Linked DNA regions of Mus musculus: regions 2 and 3 are each linked to region 1. Evidence: chromatin contacts called from public promoter capture Hi-C data. All regions are on one chromosome and are shown on one strand. Each heading gives the region's core, a stretch centred on a gene start, on an enhancer-like site or on the middle of the called end of the contact. The rest is flanking DNA. Distances are from core to core; before and after follow the strand shown.

Evidence for each region. Promoter capture Hi-C pulls out the DNA fragments that hold promoters and counts their contacts.
Region 2: a contact with region 1 is called in a promoter capture Hi-C map of the C10 cell line. The contact joins the enhancer-like site here to the promoter of Hmgcll1 in region 1. A contact is called at or near these places in 5 of 39 promoter capture datasets (the 3T3-L1 cell line, the C10 cell line and liver), 1 of 15 datasets of contacts at CTCF or cohesin (pro-B cells), 3 of 484 Hi-C or Micro-C datasets (brain, nephron progenitors and pancreatic cancer cells), 5 of 115 datasets of contacts at active chromatin or transcription factors (the 230-238 cell line, embryonic stem cells, large pre-B cells and 1 more) and 3 of 9 other capture datasets (adipose tissue, embryonic stem cells and liver).
Region 3: a contact with region 1 is called in a promoter capture Hi-C map of liver, with 3 times the contacts expected there. The contact joins the enhancer-like site here to the promoter of Hmgcll1 in region 1. A contact is called at or near these places in 3 of 39 promoter capture datasets (the C10 cell line, hippocampal neurons and liver), 1 of 484 Hi-C or Micro-C datasets (thyroid gland), 3 of 115 datasets of contacts at active chromatin or transcription factors (embryonic stem cells, large pre-B cells and pancreatic cancer cells) and 3 of 9 other capture datasets (adipose tissue, liver and pancreatic islet).

What each region holds. Positions count from the first base shown.
Region 1 is chr9:76,013,657-76,016,427 of GRCm38.p6, reverse strand. Hmgcll1 (3-hydroxymethyl-3-methylglutaryl-Coenzyme A lyase-like 1) reads right to left here and starts at 1,451. Exons shown (of 9, transcript NM_173731.2): 1 at 1,246-1,451. The coding sequence starts at 1,353.
Region 2 is chr9:75,831,336-75,834,106 of GRCm38.p6, reverse strand. The region is part of intron 2 of Bmp5 (bone morphogenetic protein 5); the gene reads right to left. Among named protein-coding and RNA genes, the nearest start is that of Bmp5, 57 kb to the right of the region's middle. Within about 2 kb of position 1,431, at least 7 of the 459 cell types and tissues checked have an H3K27ac peak or open chromatin away from gene starts, as enhancers often do.
Region 3 is chr9:75,869,563-75,872,333 of GRCm38.p6, reverse strand. All of the region lies in intron 3 of Bmp5 (bone morphogenetic protein 5), which reads right to left. Among named protein-coding and RNA genes, the nearest start is that of Bmp5, 96 kb to the right of the region's middle. RefSeq lists an enhancer at 1-2,586. Within about 2 kb of position 1,408, at least 11 of the 459 cell types and tissues checked have an H3K27ac peak or open chromatin away from gene starts, as enhancers often do.

The DNA.
Region 1 (2,771 bases), core at 202-2,701:
CTGCTCCTTCCTCCTGATGCTTGCCATGTCTCCTAACTCCACCCCACCCCCACCCCCAATTTTCTCCTCTTGGTATTTATGTCCCTTCCTTAGGCGACAGAGAAACAGGCGATATTAGTTGTTTGGGCTCTGGCTTATTTCCAGGCATCTACCTACAAATGACTTGATTTTGTTCATCTCTCTGAATAATAAACCATTGGGTAATTATGCCATATCTTCTGTATTGTATCCAGCCATCTGTTGATAGGCAGAATGCCCATTCTAGGACTTGGCTCTTGCAAATAGCTCCAGTCTCATACTCTAATTAATGGGGAGCAAACTATTTATAAAACCACCCACGAATGCTAAGTCCTACTTGTAGATCGAAGGCTTCGATTTCACATGTTGGAGCACTGAACTGAGACCACACCATAAGGATATGAATAACTCCTGTCAGAACTGTTGGTGTAACATCACATAACAAAGCTAGGCCAGCCCACTAAAATAAAAAAAAATAACAAGAACTACACTGTTCACAAAGTGAACAGGTGCCTAGAATTAAAAGGCTAATGATACCTAAGGCCTCACAAAGCCCTTGACTCATAACAGGTTTCAACATTTAGGTAACGACCATTACTGCTGTTTCCTGTTATGTTTAAAGTTTACGGTTTTATGTGAAAAGGAAATTTCTTTATATACCTTATGCTCACTTAACTGGCACGTTTGTTGGTAGTACATGGAATCATAAATACATAAACAATGAGTTGTCTTTATGAAGCTCTCAGGAAAATGCAGGAATAATTTTAGTCTGTAATGGTTTTATTCAAGCTTGTTTAATTTCATTAAGCAAAAACACTGTAGGGATAGTCAATGCTCTAACATACCATGTGATTTTAATCGTCGTCCTGTGCCTTCCTAGTGTGCCCTAGCTTCATCCTCTTTCTACCACACAAGGTGATATGTTTGTAGTCTGTTACACATTACAAGGAAGAAAGTGAGAACAAAAGCACCGCCCTTCCAAGAACACGCACAGACATGATCACTCCTGTTGGCGACCTGCAAAAGGCCTGGGGTAGGGAAACTGCTAGGCCAGCAAGGATGCGCCTGCTGTTCACAGCTGAGAAGATGAGAGGCTTTTCAGCCACAGACCCACACACTGACAATAGAACGGGCCTCAGGCAGGACCCTGGCTTACAGAGGTGACACAGACAAAAGGGATGACGGGAGGTGGATGGGGGTAGGGACGCCCTAGGCCCAAGGTGGTACCTGCGCCGCATCCAGCGCCCCTGCCACTGAGTCTCCGCTCCAGAGATGTTCGCGGAGAAGCTGCTGGTAGTTGAGGCAGTGCTTCGCAGCAGATGGTAGATTCCCCATAGCAGCAGCCTAGGTGCCGTGGGCGGTGCTGGATCCCACGGCCGGAGCCGAGAGCCGGGTGAGAGCCGGGAGCGCGTCCCGCGGGTGCCCGGGGTCCGAGCTGCACTGCGGCGGCGCGGTTCCTGGGCAACGCCCAGGCAGGGGTGTAGCGGGCACCTGAGTCCCGCGCTGAGAGCCAGATCCTGGATGGGGACAGTTAATTGAGGCAGGGTGGCACTCCCCCCCCCCCTCCGTAAAATATGGTGCTCTCAGGGCTGATTGTCTGCAGGTGCTCGCCTGAGTCAGAGCTCTAGGCAGGACCCAGGCCTCTGAGAGGAAGAAGCACTGGGCTCTCTACAGACATTCTCTCCTTCCCAGCCACAAGCCTGTAGGGTTGGCACTGTGAATCGGTTTGAGTTTATGTCAAAACTCTATTTAAAATTGCCGAGGCGCTTTGTGGTATTAAAAAACACAAACCCTAAATTAAGGGCGAGGGAGGGGGGTATATCGGAGGTAAACAAGCAAACCAAGAGTTGTCAGTAAGCCGATGGTGCAAGATAAATGTTGAAATGCTGAATTCTTTTTCGCTGTTTTACATTTATTGGTTTTAGTGGTTGTCTCCTTCCACTGTCACATGGGGTTAGGACTAGAACTTAACTGTCTGCTTCGGCGTCACCACAAGTTCCTTTACTATCCCCCTGGGTATGAAGAACTGTTTTTTTAAGAAGAAGAAAAAGAAGAAGAAGAAGGAGGAGGAGGAGGAGGAGGAGGAGGAGGAGGAGGAGGAGGAGGAGGAAAGAAAGAAAAAAGCAATAACTAAATTCATAAAGGCTTTTCTTTCATTCAAACAAAAACAACCTGTCAGAAGTTAGAAGTAATTATAAATTAAATAAATTTTAATGTATATATTTATAAAATATTTATAATATAAATGTATATTTAGTTTCTATATAAGTATGTTTGATTTATATATAAGTTTATATATTATAAATATAAATTATTGGATTTATATGATAGCCTTGGAATCAGATAACCCCTGCTTCATTCGGCCTACTTCATAAGCACACTTAGATTGCAACACTCTAATGCTCTTCAGCGTGGAGTCCATAGCTTGCAGCTGATAGCACACAATCGTCAGGAACAGTCTTGTGCAGGGAGAGCTAGCTGGCCCTACTGTTTCCACAGCTAGGAGGAATCAAGAGCGCCCAGGTGCACAAGCTTGCACAAAGGATGGCGTATATATACAACGACTAACTTCTGAGACATAATATGAACAGATTTTGAAGGGATTCACCACCCAGATTGGATAAAGAATATTTTTATTAATTCCTTGGCAATTTCATACAAGATCTTTTGAACACATTCACGCCCTGTACTCCAAATCCTCCCAACCACCTCTTCATCCCTTTTATCCAACTTTAGGATAGCTTGTTACATTT
Region 2 (2,771 bases), core at 182-2,681, 180 kb after region 1:
CTTGAAGAGAGGAAATGGAAGGGGCAGTGATCTAATTATGTTATAATATTAAAAATAAAAGTAATATGTAGAAAAAAGGTAAAGTTTAGATTGTGTGCTGTTTTTAGATGTTTTTAGATGACCCTTACTATTTCATACAAAACAAACACGGACTTCTAAAATTCTGAAAAACATGAGTATCAGTATTCCAGAATATCTGATTCTGTGTCATATTTTAAAAATCAGCACTTGGGATCAGGTTATTCTTTGTTGGTTAAAGGAGATGCCTGGTGTCTTTTAGAAGGTTTAGTAGGACGCACTATACACACTCAGCATAACCACACATTCAATGCCTGTAGTATACACCCAAATCCCACACCATCCCCGTCAATGTGACAACCAAAAATACATTCAGACATTGACAAATGTTCCCTAGGGAGCTGTGGGGCCCCAGTTGAGAACCAGTGATAGAATAAAGCTTGATCCCTGTATACCAAGAAATGTAGGCTGTGCTTGACTGCTGCCTTGCACTAGCAGAATCAACTCCGCCCCCTTCCAGAGTCCTCCTCTGCTCTGCAAGTCTCATGAGGCCAGGAAATCTTCCAGTGTAGAAGCTGTCAACACACATTTATTTGGAAGAATGTCCACAGAAGAATCCCAAGTCTTAAAGAAGCACAAAGGGGGAGAGATGGTGTAAACGGGAAGCTGACTATGGACTGAAATGATGACAGCAGAGCTAAATACACCAAGGAGTGAAGGCAGCTAATGACCTTGGGCAGTCTAGCCTAAAATGTTTGTGCAGTGGAGTCCAGAAATGTATGCCCATAGAGCATCAGACTCCTAAAAGGCTCGCGCACGCATGTGTGTGTGTGTGTGTGTGTGTGTGTGTGTGTGTGTGTGTGTGTAAGTGTGTGTGTGTGTGTGTGTGTGTGTGTGTGTGTGTGTGTAAGTGTGTGTGTGTGTGTGTGTGTGTGTGTGTGTGTGTGTGTGTGTGTGTGTGTGTGTGTGGTGTGTGTGATGTGTGTGGTGTGTGTGTGTGTGTGTGTGTAATTTTTAATTCAAATGTAACACTTTAGTACAGCATCAGACACATGTGTCTGTTAAATGTACATCACAACCTTTGTGGCTGTTGATCAGTTTGTTTGTATAATATGATTTAATTAATAACATTTTAGGTATTTTAACATTTTAATGTATAGTATTTTAAAGTTAAAATCCAACCCTTCCTCTGCCTCTAGAAAGTTCCTATCCACCCTGAATGATAAGTCCCAGAGCCCTCCCCTGAAACCGGTCCCCCACCCACGTGAAGAACTCATTTCCCTTCATTCACATTTCCACATCACTTAGTGCATACTTACATCATAGTTCTTAGCACATTGTATTATTGTTATTAAAGTCTGTGTGAGGCAAGCTGTCTACATCCCATGTCCCCCAGGCTATGAGCTTTTGAGATCTTATTTACTCGGCCTTAGGCCCTCTGTGCTTGCTCAACAAAAGCGTGCGTGTGGCGCTCAGCTGCATGAGCTGGAAAATTTAATAGTGTGGAAACCTCATTTCTCAATAATGTCAATATATGAGGTGTGACTGAAGAGCGGTGCGTTCTGTATGAGATTTGGAGTTGTTGGTTTTATATAAAACGATTAAAATAAATGAAATGATAGAAAAATGTGTTACCTCTTTAGCAGGAAAAATAAAGACTTGGATACCTATCAGAACACTTCTTTAAATTGCACGCATTTAAATGTGCATAAGCATAAATCAGGAATGTAAGAGATGGTAGGAGTAAAATCTAGAATGTAAAGAGTTGTAGGTTACATAGACGAAACAAGTGGGAAAGTAGATGGCATTATGGCTCTATCCACTTTTCAGTGTGGTTAACACTGTTAGAGGATTCACAAGCTAGCTGGCTAATCGATCAGCTGAGGTCTCTTAAGTGAAACACCCAAACATCAGACAAAGTGATAGCAAAGTTTCCCCACACACATGCACATGAAGGCAGGACCTTACAAACAGAGAGCTCCCATATGAGATAATGCATATGTGCTATTAAAAGTACTGAACCAAAAAGTACAATCTATAAGAACCTCAACTGCTTCTGAAGTTTCCTGAAAATACATTAAAAATTTACAGTTCTGAGGCTAGAGAGATGGCTCACTGGTTAAGTGCACTGGTTGCTCTTTTAGAAGTCCTGAGTTCAATTCCCAGCAACCACCTGGTGGCTTGCAACCATCTGTAATAGGATCTGATGCCTTCGTCTGGTGTGTCTGAAGACAATGATAGTGTACTCTCATACATAAAATAAATAAATAAATAAATAAATCTTTCTGAAAAATTTTACAATTCTGGTACTAAAAGCTTTGAGATGTGACATACATTTTGAAAATATAAGAAAACTATTTTCTTTTCCTACCTCTATTTTAGTTAAGGAGCAGCAGGTATATATTCATATGTGCATATATATGACAAACTGCATACAGCAAATGATTTTGAAGATTTATTTAAATCTTAAAATTACTTTTTGTATTGCAATTCTTTCTCTTTTAACTGATCATACACTGTGGAATGTGGTCTTTTTTTTTTAACCTTGATTCCTGTCTCACAGAATTAAAGTTAAATTAGCATGAAAAAAATTCAATAAAATAAATAAAGAGAAAATATTAGTTCTAATTTTCATTGGGGAAAATTCCTTCCATAGCTTAAGAAATATAAGAGAAACATTTTTAAATCCTAGTATTTTGACATTCATCCTCACTCAGGAGCAGCTGGGAATTCTACTTAGCATATATGTAGTA
Region 3 (2,771 bases), core at 159-2,658, 140 kb after region 1:
CATCTTGCAAATGTTCATTGCAATGAGTCACTGGTTTGGTTTGAGGCTTCTGACTTCTGCTACACCATCAATAATACATCTTCACCAGAACTCCTCTTGGATATCCTGCTGTTGACCTGTGTCATGGAGATCCTGCAGCTTTGGATCTGCAGGAGAGGCCCCTTCACATGCTTCAGCAGTTCATAGATGGGACAGATGTTGGGGTAGGCCAACTCAAAGCCCTGGGTTGAGGCCAAGGTGGTAGCTGAGTTGGTCAACCTGCCAGCTCTCCCATACCCACATCACCAGGGTGTATTCTCCCACTTTGCCCAGGAGAGGGGCTGGACAGGCACTCAGTAGAGTGGCCCTGCATCTCACCTGGGCAGTGCTGGAGAGATGGCCTCAGTAATGTGGAAATTCCTAAATTCCTCTCCCAGTGAGCTTCCATGAACTGAGAGTTGCCTGAGATTTCAGAAGACTCAAATGAAGTCTGATATAACTCTCAATACAGAAGGAAATCCTATGTGAGCTTATCAATGCTTGCTTGATTTGTACTTAGTTTATATCTTAGACCCTTGTTAATCTATACATATGGTTGCACACCAGAGAAAGAGGGAGAAACCAGAGTGTATTAAAAGTCAGGGTGTCCTAGGCTCTAGAAACTGAGGTGAATTAAACTGCCTTTCCCATGGAGTAGCAATAATATTTATAATTGTACCAGTATGTTTGGAGTACTTCCTCTGAGTATACTATATAATTTTCTGGGTGCTTTCTATGCATTATTTAAATATGGTTTCACAAACATTATAGGAGTTAGTTACTACTATGCTTCCAATTTAAAGTAATTGTTACTTTAAATTATATGTTTATATAAAATGAAACTAGATGATGTATATAATATATATGTAGTTAATATATAGTCTACGCTATATAGACACAAAGAAAACCATTGATTGGTTTCTAGTTCCATGGAAATCACCCCCCACCCAAAAAATAAAGGTGAACTATTTAGTTTTCTGCTGTAGCTTTACATGGGAATTACTCAGACTTATTGCAGTTACTAGTCTAGATATGAAGTTACTGATCCTGTAAGGGTAATATATAACATGGCTTGAAATATGTGCATGATTGACTCTGGCTTGCCCCTTGAGAAATGTGCATGTTTTCTTAAAATATTTATTCAGCCAAGACTATGAAGCAACCTCCACTACAAGGTCCACTACAAGACCAAACCAACCGAAGAATAAAGAAAAGGGAAGCAAACCCCTAAGACAGCATCAGTGTCATTTGACCAAATAAGCCCTTGTTTTTAAGATCGTGTATTTTGGCAACATAAGCAGGTTTTTGTGCGCATGAATTGTACAGAGAGACTTTCTACCATCAGAAAATAAGTGTGTGTTGCAAGAGTTCACACAGCTGTTGTGAGGGACACAGAGGTCCTTCACATGTTGCGATGCTAGTTCTTAAAAGAAAGTTTGCACCAATCCAGGCAACATGGGTATCGTCAACAATTGTCCTATAGCAGAGAAAAGTTATCCCACAAGCCCTTCTGCAGTCAGTCCTACCAGGAGAAGGCTTACAAATAACCCAAGCAGTAAACCTTAAACAAATAAGCATACAAGTTTTCCTTTCAAATGCAAACTTATGGTGGCTCTGGGCCAGAGTGTATATACTTCTTAGAAAAACTTTATCATTGGCATAAATGAAAGAGGCAGTTTGATTTGTGGTTAGAGTAGTTTCCATTTTACTTCCACTGTAGCAAATGTATTAATTCAGCTCAGACTTCCTCCTTCTGGCAGTCCTTGTGCTGTAAAAAGAGAAATTAGAAGTTCCAGCCAAATACCATACCTTGAACTGAGCCACTTCAATACATAAACACTTTTACAACGTGTTTATTCAGGTGTAGCCCTTGAAATCGGTTTAAGAGTTTCCAGCAACAGAGAGCTCAGCAAAAGAAAAGAAAATGCAAACTGAGAAACTTGACTGCTGTGGAATAGAACTGGCAATCTGTTCTTCATTTTTTTTTTGTCCTGTTTTGAAATATAACATAAAAAAGTATTTGTTGAAACTTTTACTTTGATATTTTAACGAAGTGTTAATTTAACAGTAGCTAGACTTTACTTGTATATGTTGATGACTGCAGGGACCATTTTTAATATATGATCTTTCTGATTCTGAAACCGGTTACTGTAAAGGACTTCACAGTGGGAAAAAAAAGGTTTTCTAGTCATTACAATATGCATTGACTTTTATAATTAAAAAAGCACTTAACTCCACATTCCAAGTTTCCTTCTGTTTGCAATGTTTCTTTTTTTTTTTCTTAATTCCAAAGATTCTCAGTATTTTTGGTTTTAGCTATAGAAAAATAATACTGCCTTAAAAATTTATGTTCATAGAATATATTACATATAATTAAAATAGTGAAATTTTTAAAATTTAATTTATCATTTTTAATCTTATAATTAAATCTATAGTATATGTTAGGTATTGGAAATATGAAATAGATGGAGCCTAAACCATTATAATTATTATTATTTAAGAAAACTGTGGGGAAAAAAAAAGAGAAAACTGTGGTTTTTATATTACCAAAGCTCTTCAAAGCTGTCCTTGTTTGTATTCATTTCCAAGTTAGAAAAATAGACACAAGGACTGAAAAACAGATTGAATATGTAATGGAAATTAAATTGGGATGTGAAATTAAATGACCATTAATATAGGGAAGGTAAAGATGTTAGCCTGAATCCACAGTTGGGCACATTAGGACTCACACGTGTCATGCAATGGCAAAAGCT